2 separate regions of the Mus musculus genome follow, and region 2 is linked to region 1. A link is a contact called in public ChIA-PET data. All regions are on one chromosome and are shown on one strand. Each heading gives the region's core, a stretch centred on a gene start, on an enhancer-like site or on the middle of the called end of the contact. The rest is flanking DNA. Distances are from core to core; before and after follow the strand shown. Region 1 holds the start of Ppp1r15a (protein phosphatase 1, regulatory subunit 15A). Region 2 holds the start of Cd37 (CD37 antigen).

Region 1 (7,215 bases), core at 496-2,995:
AGGAAGCAGCAGGTAGATTTCTGTGAGTTCCAGACCAGCCTAGCCTACAGAGTGAGTTTCAGGGCAGCCAGGGCTATACTGAAAATCCCTGTCTGAAAACAAGACAAAAAACAGACAGATCCACCAAAAACAACTAAAGGACCAGAAAGATGGGTCAGGGCTTAAGTGCTTGCTATTCTTTGCAGAGGACCCAAATTTAGTCCCCAGATTGCTCCATGTGGAGCTTCACAAACATCTTAACTCCAGTTCTACAAGATCAGATGCCATCTTCCGACCTCCTTGTACACCATACAGACATGATATATAATATACACACAGAGGAGAGGGGGAGAGGGAGAGAGAGAGAGAGAGAAAACACTCACATAAAGATTAAAAGAAGGGGGCTGGAGAGATGGCTCAGCGGTTAAGAACACTCACTGCTCTTCCAGAGGGCCTGAGTTCAATTCCCAGCAACCACATGGTGGCTCACAACCATCTGTAATGGGATCTGATGCCCTCTTCTGGTGTGTCTGAAGACAGCTACTGTGTACTCATGTACAGAAAATAAATAAAAAAATTTAAAAAAAAAAAAAAAAAAAAAAAAAAAAAGATTAAAAGAAAATCTTGGTTTTTGTCTTTTTTTTTTTTTTTTTTGCCTGTGAGGTGTGAGATAGCAGCCACTGTTCTGGCGGGGGGTGGGGGGGGTGTTGGTTTTTTGTTTTTGTTTTGTTTTTTCGAGACTGGGTTTTTCTGTATAGCCCTGGCTGTCCTGGAACTCACTTTGTAGATCAGGCTGGCCTCGAACTCAGAAATCCACCTGCCTCTGCCTCCTGAGTGCTGGGATCAAAGGCGTGCGCCACGCCTGGCTGTCACTGTTCTCTGAGCCATCTCACCAGCCTTTAATCCGGGAATCAGGAGGCCGAGGCAATCGGATCTCAGTGAGCTCTAGGCTAGCCTAGTCTACAAAGTTGTGTTCCAGGACAACCAGAAACTAGTCTTGGAAAAACAAACAAAGGCTGGAGAGATGGCTCAGTGGTTAAGAACACTGGCTGCTCTTCCAGAGGTCCTGTGTTCAATTCTCAGTAACCACAAGGTGGCTCACAACCATCTGTAATGGGATCTTATGACCTGTTCTAGCACGTAGGTAAACAAGCAGACAGACCACTCCTACATTTAAAAAAAATACATAAATAAAATTTAAAAACATTGGGTGTTTTGTCTTCTAATAAAAATCCATTGCTAACAGGGGAGTGGTGGCTGGGACCTTTAATCCCAACATTTAGAAGGTAGAGGCTGGTGGATCATTGAGTTTGAAGCCAGCCTGATCTACCAGCCTGATCAGCCACGGATACTCAGAAAAATCCTGTTTCGAACCCCCCCCACTCTCCAAAAAAAAAAAAAAAAAAAAAAAAAAGTCACTCTTGCTTGGAGAAAAAAGGTCGGAAGTCTTGGTGTACGCCCTTAATCCTAGCACTCTGGAGACAGTAGCAGGAGGATTACAGAGATGGAAACCAGTCCCAGCCTCTCAAATAAAGAAAATAAAAGGAAAGGGAAATGGCACGGTACGTGACTGCCAGATAAGGTTCGCGTACTTGCTCGGAAATTACGTGAGATCGACGGCTCTCTCGATTGAGCCTAGGGCACGCCTGAGAAGCTGCGGTGACCTCACAGAGCGCGGAGTCTCCGCGAGAAGTTCAGTGTTGTTTTCCTCTTTCCACCTTTCCCAGGGACTTCCGAGACCCCGCCTCTCCGGTGACGTCAGCACAGCGCCGCGTCAGGGTATAAAAGCCGCGTGGACGATGTTGGCGCAGATTGAGTCAGCTCTGAGTTTGTGGAAGATTACATGCGATATCCCGCGCGACCCCGCATCCCTTTGCCGGCCGGGACAGCCTTTGCTACAGCCTGTGAAACATTGCGTCCCCGAGCCCCACGCCTGAGGGCGACATGAACCCGCTGGCTTCGCGAGCAGTCCGGACCCACGATCGCTTTTGGCAACCAGAACCGGCGCTTCAGCCCCCGGGGTGACGTGCAGCCCGCCGGTGAGTGGGGGATGGGGCGGCCTTTGAGGGAGGACTCTCTGGCGAGGAGACTGGAGAGAGTTGTGGAATCTGAGGGGGCAAGCTGGAGGGCGATTCCAGGTTTGGGGAAAAGGCACAGAAGCCCAGATGGCTTATTTGGTCTGAGAGAGGAGAGCCCACGTCTACACTCTTCGTTTAAAGGGAAAGGGGCCGGGAGGCTCGACCGGCAATATCTGTATAGCGCCAAATAAAGGGAAGGACCCCAGGAGGAATAACCAGGGTCCGAGGGGTAGGCAGAGGGAGGTTTTAGGGGCATGAACACAAGCTTGAGGAACGAAAGGTCACTAAAAAGCCAGACTCTTACAGGTCTGAGAAGGGCTGGCCAGGAACTGTGACTGGGGCTAAGGGAAGGGTTTAAGAGTGTGGGCTCTTGGTTCTAAGGATGTAGAGCTTGGGTGTTGAGAGAGATTAACCAAGTGGCAGAGTTGGGTGTGAGCAATGTTATTTGGAATTCGAGGCAGGCATTCACGTGTTGCTGCTGTGACTATTTGTTACCATGACTCAGTGCTGTGACCCGAGACTGTTTCCCAGAGCGACTTCTAAACAAATTTCCCCCCTTTCTAGCCCAGACACATGGCCCCGAGCCCAAGACCCCAGCATGTCCTGCACTGGAGGGACGCCCACAACTTCTATCTCCTGTCCCCACTGATGGGCTTGCTCAGTCGGGCCTGGAGCCGCCTGAGGGGCCCAGAAGTCCCAGAGGCATGGCTGGCAAAAACAGTAACAGGAGCAGATCAGATAGAAGCTGCGGCTCTGCTGACACCTACCCCTGTCTCTGGTAACCTCCTCCCTCATGGGGAGACTGAAGAAAGTGGATCTCCTGAACAGAGTCAAGCAGCCCAGAGGCTCTGCCTTGTGGAAGCTGAAAGTTCCCCTCCTGAAACTTGGGGACTTTCAAATGTTGATGAGTACAATGCAAAGCCAGGACAAGATGACCTTAGAGAGAAGGAAATGGAACGCACAGCTGGCAAGGCCACACTACAGCCCGCTGGCCTGCAAGGGGCTGATAAGAGGCTTGGGGAGGTGGTGGCTAGAGAAGAGGGAGTGGCTGAGCCCGCTTATCCCACATCACAGCTGGAGGGTGGTCCAGCTGAGAATGAAGAGGATGGAGAAACAGTGAAGACTTACCAAGCTTCTGCTGCTTCCATAGCTCCGGGATACAAACCCAGCACCCCTGTGCCTTTCTTGGGGGAGGCAGAACATCAAGCCACGGAAGAAAAAGGAACAGAAAACAAGGCTGACCCCTCCAACTCTCCTTCTTCAGGCTCCCACTCCAGAGCCTGGGAGTACTACTCTAGAGAGAAGCCTAAGCAGGAGGGAGAAGCCAAGGTAGAGGCACACAGGGCAGGGCAGGGTCACCCTTGTCGGAATGCTGAGGCTGAGGAAGGAGGACCTGAGACAACTTTTGTCTGTACTGGAAATGCCTTCCTGAAGGCCTGGGTGTATCGCCCAGGAGAGGACACAGAGGAAGAAGACAACAGCGATTCGGATTCAGCTGAGGAAGACACAGCTCAGACCGGTGCCACCCCCCATACAAGTGCCTTCCTGAAGGCCTGGGTGTATCGCCCAGGAGAGGACACAGAGGAAGAAGACAGCGATTCGGATTCAGCTGAGGAAGACACAGCTCAGACCGGTGCCACCCCCCATACAAGTGCCTTCCTGAAGGCCTGGGTGTATCGCCCAGGAGAGGACACAGAGGAAGAAAACAGCGATTTGGATTCAGCTGAGGAAGACACAGCTCAGACCGGTGCCACCCCCCATACAAGTGCCTTCCTGAAGGCCTGGGTGTATCGCCCAGGAGAGGACACAGAGGAAGAAAACAGCGATTTGGATTCAGCTGAGGAAGACACAGCTCAGACCGGTGCCACCCCACATACAAGTCCCTTCCTGAAGGCCTGGGTGTATCGCCCAGGAGAGGACACAGAAGATGACACAGAAGAGGAAGAGGACAGTGAGAATGTGGCCCCAGGTGACTCAGAAACAGCTGACTCAAGCCAGAGTCCCTGCCTTCAGCCCCAGCGTTGTCTACCAGGAGAGAAGACCAAGGGACGTGGGGAAGAGCCCCCTCTCTTCCAGGTGGCCTTCTATTTACCCGGAGAGAAGCCAGAATCACCTTGGGCTGCACCTAAGCTGCCCCTTCGACTGCAGAGGCGGCTCAGATTGTTCAAAGCCCCCACCCGGGATCAGGACCCCGAGATTCCTCTAAAAGCTCGGAAGGTGAGTGTTAGACTAGATTCTAAAGCCGCTTACTTTGTGGCTCAGGAATTTATAGTCCTAGGGCTGGGATTACAATAGAATTCCACACTGCCTTTTTTTTTTCTTTAATATATAATTTATTCAAAGGGCCTAGATTCTGAGTCGGGAGGAGGAAGAGTCTGGGACCTGAAAATCCCTAAGGAAGTGTGTTGGAGGCGGAGACTCCAGGGAAGCCATGGGTTGCGACTTCTTGCATATGAACTCTGCTGGGAAGGCTGTGTTCACTCTCTTGCAATCTCCTGTAAGAGGCAGGGAGAGTGGTAGTTGTGGCCTGGACATCTGTGTCTTAGAGTGAATCAGAGGGGCAGGCAGGTGACTATTCAAATACCAAACATTTTTGCGTGACAGACTTTTTTATTTATTGTCCCCGTCCCCAGGTACACTTCGCTGAGAAAGTCACAGTCCATTTCCTTGCTGTCTGGGCAGGACCAGCCCAAGCTGCCCGTCGAGGTCCCTGGGAGCAGTTTGCACGAGATCGAAGCCGCTTTGCTCGACGCATTGCCCAGGCAGAGGAGAAGCTGGGTCCCTACCTTACCCCTGATTCCAGGGCCAGAGCATGGGCACGCCTTAGAAACCCATCTCTTCCACAGTCCGAGCCTCGCTCTTCCTCTGAGGCCACTCCCTTGACCCAAGATGTGACCACACCCTCTCCCCTTCCCAGTGAAACCCCTTCGCCCAGCCTGTACTTGGGAGGGAGGCGGGGCTAAGCCTGAGTAGTTTCCTATTATTTATTTATTTATTTATTTGAATAAGAAATAAAGCCTTTTAATTTGTAGTGATAAACTCTTACGTGTGTTCTTTATTGGTAGCTTCCGGGGAGGCTAAAAATGGTGTCCAAACTTTAGTTTAAGACCAACTTGATCTAGTGAGACCCTCTTAAAACACAGTCCTGTGTAAGGGACTTCCTTATGTAAGGTGCCACAAGTAATCTCCGCACTGGGAAGCTGAGGCAGGAGACTGGCTTGGGTTCCAAGACAAGCATAACATAGTGTGGCTGTCTCAAAAAAATTGAAGGGACAAGGAAGGGTGGCATATATACACAAGGTGCAACGACGACATCTATGTTATAACGAAGCCCATTATTTTGTACACTAACTAAAAAAAGAATAGTCAAAAGATTTATTGTTAAAAGACAAGGCCAGGCACAAAGGTGCGCGTGCTTTGTCATCCCAGTACTTCAGGGGTGGAAGCAGGAGGAGCGGATGTTCAAGGCAAGCCTCAGCTACATAGTTGTTGGAGACCAGACTGAGTATCAAAAAACTAAAAAAGAAAGGAGGAGGCATGCCGTGAAGCTTTCTCCAAACGCACAGAACAGAGTTGGTGAGGGATGGTATTTTATTCAGTTACTCACACGCCAGTTTCCCATCGAAACTGGATAAGCAGATGGCGAAGGCTTGGAGCGGGCAAAGAGGATATCGGAAATCCATCGTGAATATGTTTGGGGCCACACGGCCAAACTGGAGCACCAGGTGGTCGGCTGAGGAGCAAACCAGGAACTAGTTAAAATTCTTTTTTGTTACACCGCACTCGCGGTACCCTTACCAAGCTAGGGAACGCAAGGAACTCAATAAACTACATTTCCCAAGAGGCCGTGCGACCGTGAGGCAGCCACCCTGCTTAGTTGTACTTGAGTGCCCCCTTCCGCCCCCATCCCCCATCTTTCTTCGGGTTGCTAGCAGCTCACGTTCATCCGGGTGCACTATCTGGAAGTTCTTGACTGAAGCCCGCGTGACGCGACCGTGAAAATTGAGTACGTATGCGCCGCTTTCGTCGCTCCACGATGGGGCCTTGTTCTGCAGTAGAAGCAGCCCGTGTCCAGCGCCCTTCTGTACGCGACTCAATATGGAATCCTGATCCTTGAAGATACAGTAGGGGGCATCGTTTGTTAGCCCACCAGAAGCCCGATTTTTAGTCCATGTGCATATATGTTATTTGTTTTGTTTGTTTGAGAATCAGTTTCTCTAGATTGCCAGGTTTACTTTTTGTTTCTTTTTTTTTTCTTTAAAGATTTATTTATTTATTATATATAAGTACACTATAGATGTCTTTAGACACCAGTAGAGGGTGTCAGATCTCATTACAGATGGTTGTGAGCCATCATGTGGTTGCTGGGATTTGAACTCAACCTTCAGAAGAGCAGTCAGTGCTCTTAACGGCTGAGCCATCTCTTCAGCCCCTACTTTTTGTTTCTTGAGACAGAATTTTTTCTGTGTAGCTCTGTGTCCTGGAACTTACTCTGTAGACAGAGATCTGCCTGCCCTCTGCCCCCACTCCTACCTCCTCCCCGAGTCCTGAGATAGATTTATTTATTTATTTATTTTAAGACAAGGTCTCACTGTATAACCCTGGCTGGCCTGGAACTCGTAATTTAGATGGGACTAGTCTCCAATTTAAGAGGTCGGCCTTTCCTCTCCAACTAGGGAGTAATACATGCTTTGCTAATCACTGAGCCATCTCTCCAGCCCTAGCCTCAGAAGTTTTGAGTCTCAGGAAGTTTCTGGGATGGAACTCTGGCAAAGCCATTCAAGATTCACACATGACCTGATAGCCGTTGTCCCACCTGAGATCTATGATGGAGTTCTCTCTTAGCGTTGAGAATTCAAACTTTAAAAACTCAAACTCAAAAAAACCCAAAAACAAACAAAAACAAAACCTCACATTTTGTGGCTGGACTTTCATCCTCTGCTTCCGGCTGTCCATTCCTGGAAGGATCACAGTCATTTTCCGAGGCCCCCTGAATCCCAAGACATTGGTCTCCTGGCAAGATAGTTTGCATTGCAGTTGGTCTGACCCTGTGCTTTCCTATCTACTGGCACCCCTATTCTGCCCCTGCCCGAGGACTTACATAACAGACGACTCCCAGCTCCTCTCTGATCCGGGCACTGTCTGGAACCCAGTAACT
Region 2 (6,567 bases), core at 2,810-5,309, 290 kb after region 1:
CTGTTATTTTCTAAAGGAAAATTGGGATGGGGTGGGCATAGGGGGTGGAGCTGGGGGCAAGGAGAGGTGGGGGAAACTTCTCAGAGTGGAGGGAGGGGAAGGAGGAGAAACTGTGGTCGGACTGTAGTATACAAGAGAAGAATAAATTTTTTTTTTTTTTTAAGATTTATTTATTCATTATATGTAAGTACACTGTAGCTGTCTTCAGACACTCCAGAAGAGGGCGTCAGATCTCGTTACAGATGGTTGTGAGCCACCATGTGGTTGCTGGGATTTGAACTCCAGACCTTCGGAAGAGCAGTCGGGTGCTCTTACCCACTGAGCCATCTCACCAGCCCCCAAATTTTTTTAAAAATTTCTCTACCATTATTTCTTAATTTGGCTTTATTTTTTCTTTGGGGACGAGAGTAGATGTGAATAGAGAAAAGGGTTTTGTTTTTAATTTTATTAATGAATGTATTTTATTTATGTGAGTGCTCTATGCACATCAGAAGAGGAAATCAGATCCCGTTATAGATGGCTGTGAACCACTGTGTGGTTGCTAGGAATTGAACTCAGGACTTCTGAAAGAGCAGTCAAGTGCTCTTAATCACTGACCCATCTGTCCAGCCCGGTTTAAAAAAAAAAAAAAGTTTTTTAATGCATATGGAATTGACCAAGCTGAGGGCTGGGGAATGTAGCTCGTTTGGTTGAATGCTTGCCCTGAATGCACAGGGCCCTAGGTTTCACCCCCAGTATCTCATTAGAGGAGTTTTGATGGCCTGTGACAGAAATCACAGTCCTTGGGAAGTAGAGATGAGAGGACTTGAATAAAGTCCTTTGTTATCCTTGACCACACAACGTGTTCTAGGCCAGCCTGGGCTAGTTGAGACCCTGTCTCAAAAGCTAATCAAGTTGAGGCCAACAAGATGGCTCAGTGGGTAAAAGCACTTGCTGCCAGTTCTGATGACCTACATTCCATCCTGTTCTCCACATGAAGACAAGAGAGAACTAACTCCCACAAGTTGTCTTCTGACCCCCACACATGTCAGGGCACACGCACCAGAGACTCATATCTAAACGATCAGTCAATCACTAGACCGCAATAACTTTTCAAAGATAGGCATGGTGAGGAAGTAGAGGTTTACCTGCGGCACACAAAACTTCACAACTAGGTATTTTGCCCATATCAAAATAAATGAGTCATCTCTTCAAATACAATAAGTCAAAAATCTCAAACTTTGATAGTGTTGTCCCTGACTCTGTAGTCCATCGGACAATAGTAACAATTTAATAACAGGCAAGTTGTGTGAAAGGAGATCGATTTGCCTAACTAGAACTTGTTTAAAAACAAGCAGAAGTGAAAACAGTTTTCTGGACAATCCGGTCAACTGGAACTTTCAGTTGCAGAACTGAGCGCTGGATTTGATTCCTCGTTTAATGTATTCATTTCTCCGGTCAGTACTTGGACTTGGGCCTTGTCCCTGCTAGGCAAGTGATCTCTAACTGAGCTCCAGCCCCAGCCACTCCTGAACCCTCCGACCCCAGGACTGAGCCCGTGGCTGTCACAGGTCCCTAGGAGCCTCCTCGGAAACGCCCCCTGTGCTCACTTTACCTCCTTCCCTGGAACTATGGCCTCAGAAGGGAAAGCAAGCTGGTGTCCTGAGTCCTCCGAACAGGAGGTGGCTGTCCCTAGCGGGCGGGAAATGAAGCCGGGTCGGGTTGCCGCCTCTTAGGCGCCTTCCCAATAGAGCAGCCGTCAAGAGTTGCGGGAGGTTGACTCTCAGGCCTGGCCTCAGGCAGGCGCAGCCGAGGAGCGAGGAGGCAGTTTTCCGGGTTCTGACGGAGAGGGGGCACGGTGACCTTGACCTCGCGACTCCCCCCTCCCTCCCTCCTTCCTGGCGTCCTGTGGAGAGCCTGGGGCAGCACAATGGCCGCCCCGTCGGTCTCACCGCCCGGGCCTCGAGATCCCCGCTGAACTCTCCAGCGGCTGTCTGGGTGAAAAGGTCCGGGAGGCCTCGGCATGGAAGCTTAGCGACCTCCCCAGGCCCTCCGGCCCCCTGGAAGGCAGTTCCCACATCGTGAACCCACGAGGCCTTCCCTGCCCTTTCTGTGTCTCTGCGCTATTGCTCCCGTCTCGCCTCCTTCCTCTACCCACGCGAAGGAGTTTGCTGTGGCGCTTCCGGTGCGCGTGCACATACACGTGCTCGCAGCTTCTGACTGCGCGTGCGCCGCAGCGCCTTTGCCTCTGGGCGCAGCCTTCCACCCCTGTGTGACCCCAGTGCTTTGATTCCTTGATGCCACAGGCAGAAATGGTGCAAAGACTTAATCTTCACAATTATTCCGTGTTGATTTCAAACCACTGTTAATTACTAAACGCCTCCCTTTCAGGAGCAAAATAAACACACACACACACACACACACACACACACACACACACACACACACACACAAAGGCCAATTAGGGATTTTAAGGACAGCAGATAAGAATTAAAAACTGGCAAATGAGAGGCCCAGATGTGCCACCAAACGGTGTTCCATCCCAGACCCCACAGGAGGAAGGGAAGATAAGCTAAGTGTCTCAACCTATCTGTCCGATTATTGGGACAATGAAGCACAAAGAAAGGGGAATCTCCCCCTAGGAATCTCATGCTGGGAAAGGGAAAAGATGCCAACCAATGGTTAGCGTGTCCCTGAATAGGATTTCACACGGCTCTAAGAGCTTGGGCGACCACAGGTTGAGGTTGAAGCCCAGACGATGGTGGGTCAGTGGTGGGTAGGACCGCATGGTGGACTGCATAGACATGCATAACATTAGCCTTCTATTTACACCTCAGTCTCAGTGAGGGACCCCAAAAATGAATTGAAGGGGATCACCAGATCGCTTTGTGCCCTTCTAAATGTGACCACACTGTGTGTAAACCTTTTTCTGTTTCCTCTAGAAATTTGGTTCTTTTACTTGGCTTATTGGAGATGGCAGAACCTGCCTTGGAGCACAGCCTGTGGCAGGAGAGGCCCAGTCCCGAAAATTTATCTATCTTCTGCCCTCTATAAGCACCATGTGGCGCAGACATACACACACACACACATCGTTAAAATTTTTTTAAAAAAAGATGAACAGCTTCCAATGTTGTCCTCTGGCCTCCAAAGGCGCGCGCGCGCACACACACACACACACACACACACACACACACACACACACTAACACATACAAATACACATACAGAAAGAAAATAGATGAGACATGTCTCAGAAGGCAGCTGCTGTCCCAGAGAACTAGGCTTTGGGTAGATAGGTGATAGGAACTTCCCACATTAGAAATCTGTGAGGAACTGGGGACTTGACAAGTGTCAGGGACTTCTTTCTGGGCACATCATAGGAAACTTTGAAGATGCTAGGTATGCTCAAGTGACCCCCACTCCAGTGCCTGGCTTTTCTGGGGCCTCCTCCCCTCAGGTTTCTCCGCAGAGGTAGGAAGTGCCATCTGAGGTTCACTTCCTCCACCGGATATTCAGGCACTGCCTCGCTGCCCTCCTCACTCCTGGGACTGTCACACCTCCTCTGCAGCCCTTTCACTTCCCCAGGGGTCCAACCCTGGCCCCCAAGCACATCGGAGCACCTGCTCTAGAAGAAAGAGAGCAAAGAGAGAGACCCAGGGAAAGAGACACACAGGACAGAGACCGCAAAGGCCCAGAGAGACAGAGACAGAGAGGCAGAGACAGCGCGGTGGCTCGAGGCTAATGGGTGCTAAGCAGAAGATCACAGGGTGCAGGGGGCGGAGCCAGTAGCCAGTGAGGTCAGAGTGTCTGTGAGGTTGAACTCTGCAGAAACAACCTTGAAGTCCCAGGACCCACGTGAGTGGAAGTCCATCAGAAGCCCCTGTGCGCCCTGCCTGAGCTATGGACACCTGCGAGGAACCCATTGTGTCCCTGGCACCCACATATTCCAAGGACCCTCAGGTACTGCTGTGCACTCGATGGAACCCTGAAGAAGATAGGGCCCCCGCTGACAGTCACTAAATGAACAGGGCGGGGTGGAGCTCCACCCCCCCGGAACTTCCTCTTTCTCTGCCGGTTTCCTTTGTGCCTCTCAGTCTCTGTCTTTCTTTGCCCACTATTCCCCTTCCCCCCTGCGGCCAACACCTCTTCTGTCTGGGTTTCTCGAGTGGGTCATTCCCCATCTAGGCGAAGATGTCCGCCCAAGAGAGTTGCCTCAGCCTCATCAAGTACTTCCTCTTCGTTTTCAACCTCTTCTTCTTTGTGAGTCTACTCATGGCTACCCAGCCGGGGTTCCAGGGCCACAGTGGCCCTTGATCCGCCCTAGCCTCATTTCTTCTCTTCCCCTAGGTACTAGGCGGCCTGATTTTCTGCTTCGGCACCTGGATCCTCATTGACAAGACCAGCTTCGTGTCCTTTGTGGGTGAGGGGGGCTGCGCAGTAGGGGAGGGTCTTTGGACTTGAACCCAGAATCCCACCCCAAGGCATCTCCTGATATCTCACTCGCCCTGGGGAGGCCCTCAATAGCTACTATCTTCCCAGGTAGGGCTCCAGCTCTGACTGGCACCCCACTGGCACTGCCAGTAAGCTGGATGTGTGCTGGTAAGTAGGAAGTGTAAAGCAGATGTAGCCGGTCATGCCTGTCATCCCAGCACGCAGGAGGTGGGAGATCAGGAGTTCCAGGCCATCCTAGACTACACAGTGGGTTGGAGCCCAGGCTGGATAATGAGGTCCTGCCTCCAAAACAACCACAGCACCATGAGGTCGCGGTTAGGAACAGTAATAACAGAAATAATAGCTATTTCTCAAATACTTCCTGTGTCTCATTTTGGACTGGAACTCAGAGACTCTCCCTTGTTGAGGTTCAGAGAAGGGAAGTCTTTTGCTGGGTGTCACACAGCCAGGAAGGGGAAGAGCAAAAATAAAGTAATAATAACAAGGAAACCATTTAAGGAGGGGACACCAAAACCATAGCAACTCAGACTCACCACATTGACCGCTGAATTGAACAGCGTTTTCATTCGAACCTCGCTCAGAACAATTCTAGGATATATGTGGTGGCCCACACCTGACATTCCAGCATGGGGAGGTGTAGGTGGGAAGATCACAAGGTTCCAGGTTACCCCTGGCTACTGAGTCCGAGGCCAGCCTGAGTTACCTGAGACTCTGTCTCAAGAAAAAAGAAAAAAGGAAAGGAAAGGAAAGGAAAGGAAAGGAAAGGAAAGGAAAGTCCAGGAAATCGATCCTTTATTTCTTTGCCCTCAAAAAGTTTAAGAAATGGATTCAGCTGGGCATGGTGGCACATGTCTTTAGTCCCAACACTTGGGAGGCAGAGGTGGGCAGATCTCTGTGAGTTCAAGGCCACCTAGAGTACAGAGTTCCAGGAAGGCCAGGGCTGTTACACAGAGAAATCTTCTCTGAGAGAGAGAGAGAAAGAGAGAGAGAGAGAGAGAGAGAGAGAGAGAGAGAGAGAGAGAGAGAGAGGAGAAAGCACCTCAGCGTGGGGCAGAAGCAGAGGCCCACCCAGGCAGATTCAGAGGAAGGGACACGGGGATCCAAGAGTCACGGCCTTCCTGGGTGGCCGAGTGGAGCTGCTGTCCTCTCCTCCACCCACTCTCACTGCTTGTCACCACCTCAGGTTTGTCCTTCGTGCCACTGCAGACTTGGTCCAAGGTCCTGGCTGTCTCAGGTGTCCTCACCATGGCCCTGGCTCTCCTGGGCTGTGTGGGGGCTCTAAAGGAGCTGCGCTGTCTCCTGGGCCTGGTGAGTGGCATTCCCCACCCCCCGTTTCGGGCCAGCCCCTGGGAGACCCGAGGGGCTGAACTCCCCCTCCACTCTGTCCTCAGTATTTTGGAATGCTGCTGCTCCTGTTTGCCACACAGATTACCCTGGGCATCCTCATTTCCACTCAGCGGGTCCGGGTGAGTTTACTAACATCATTACCCCAGGCTTGGAGGGTCTGGGGCGGGGAGAGAGAAAGGCAGGTGGGCGCTGCTCTCAACCAGGAAGCTGGGCTGTAGAACAACACACAGAGAAAGACACACGGACACAGAAGTACAGAGGCATGTGGTGACTGAAGGGGAAAGGTGAAGTAGTGTTGCTTGTGCTCAATCCCCACAGGCTGAGGTGGAGAATCATATTAGCATAACAGACCAAGGAGGTCACATCGACTAAAAAAAAAAGGGGGGGTCATGTGTGATGGCACACCCCTTTAATTCCACTGCTCTGAAGGAAGAGGCAGGCAGATCTCCATGAGGTCAGATAGGCCCATACAATAAATTCCAGGACAGGTGAGGTTACATAGAGAGACCCTGGAGAGAGAGGGGAGGGTAGAGACAGACACGAACTGACTTCCACTTGGTAGCATTTATTCAGCTGGCTGAGTGTTTGTTGGTTCGACCCCCAACACTTGGTATCTGTAATCCCAACACTCAAGATAGAGACAGGGGGATCAGGAGTACCAGACCAGATGTGAGCTACAGAAAATTAATTTTAAATTTATTTTTAAATGATAATTTTTAAAAAGAAGATGCAATGGAGACCCAAAGTCCCTTAGAAACACTTCTGAGATTCTGAGGAAGAGAGTCACTGC

Evidence for each region. ChIA-PET counts read pairs in DNA pulled down with a chosen protein or histone mark.
Region 2: an RNA polymerase II ChIA-PET map of memory CD8 T cells shows a contact between it and region 1, with 32 read pairs. The contact joins the promoter of Cd37 here to the promoter of Ppp1r15a in region 1. A contact is called at or near these places in 1 of 39 promoter capture datasets (cranial neural crest), 1 of 484 Hi-C or Micro-C datasets (embryonic stem cells), 2 of 115 datasets of contacts at active chromatin or transcription factors (effector CD8 T cells and memory CD8 T cells) and 2 of 9 other capture datasets (adipose tissue and liver).

Annotation. Positions count from the first base shown.
Region 1 is chr7:45,520,798-45,528,012 of GRCm38.p6, reverse strand. Ppp1r15a (protein phosphatase 1, regulatory subunit 15A) reads left to right here and starts at 1,745. Exons shown (of 3, transcript NM_008654.2): 1 at 1,745-2,018; 2 at 2,622-4,274; 3 at 4,691-5,096. The coding sequence starts at 2,631. The coding sequence ends at 5,020. Tulp2 (tubby-like protein 2) reads right to left here. Exons shown (of 13, transcript NM_008807.3): 10 at 7,159-7,215; 11 at 6,972-7,070; 12 at 5,998-6,169; 13 at 5,626-5,790. The coding sequence ends at 5,657. It also overlaps a transcript of Plekha4 not described here.
Region 2 is chr7:45,236,331-45,242,897 of GRCm38.p6, reverse strand. It overlaps Cd37 (CD37 antigen), which reads left to right and starts at 4,059. Exons shown (of 8, transcript NM_007645.4): 1 at 4,059-4,238; 2 at 4,326-4,398; 3 at 5,614-5,738; 4 at 5,822-5,896. The coding sequence starts at 4,170. It overlaps Slc6a16 (solute carrier family 6, member 16), which reads right to left and starts at 2,145. Exons shown (of 13, transcript NM_001324535.1): 1 at 1,595-2,145.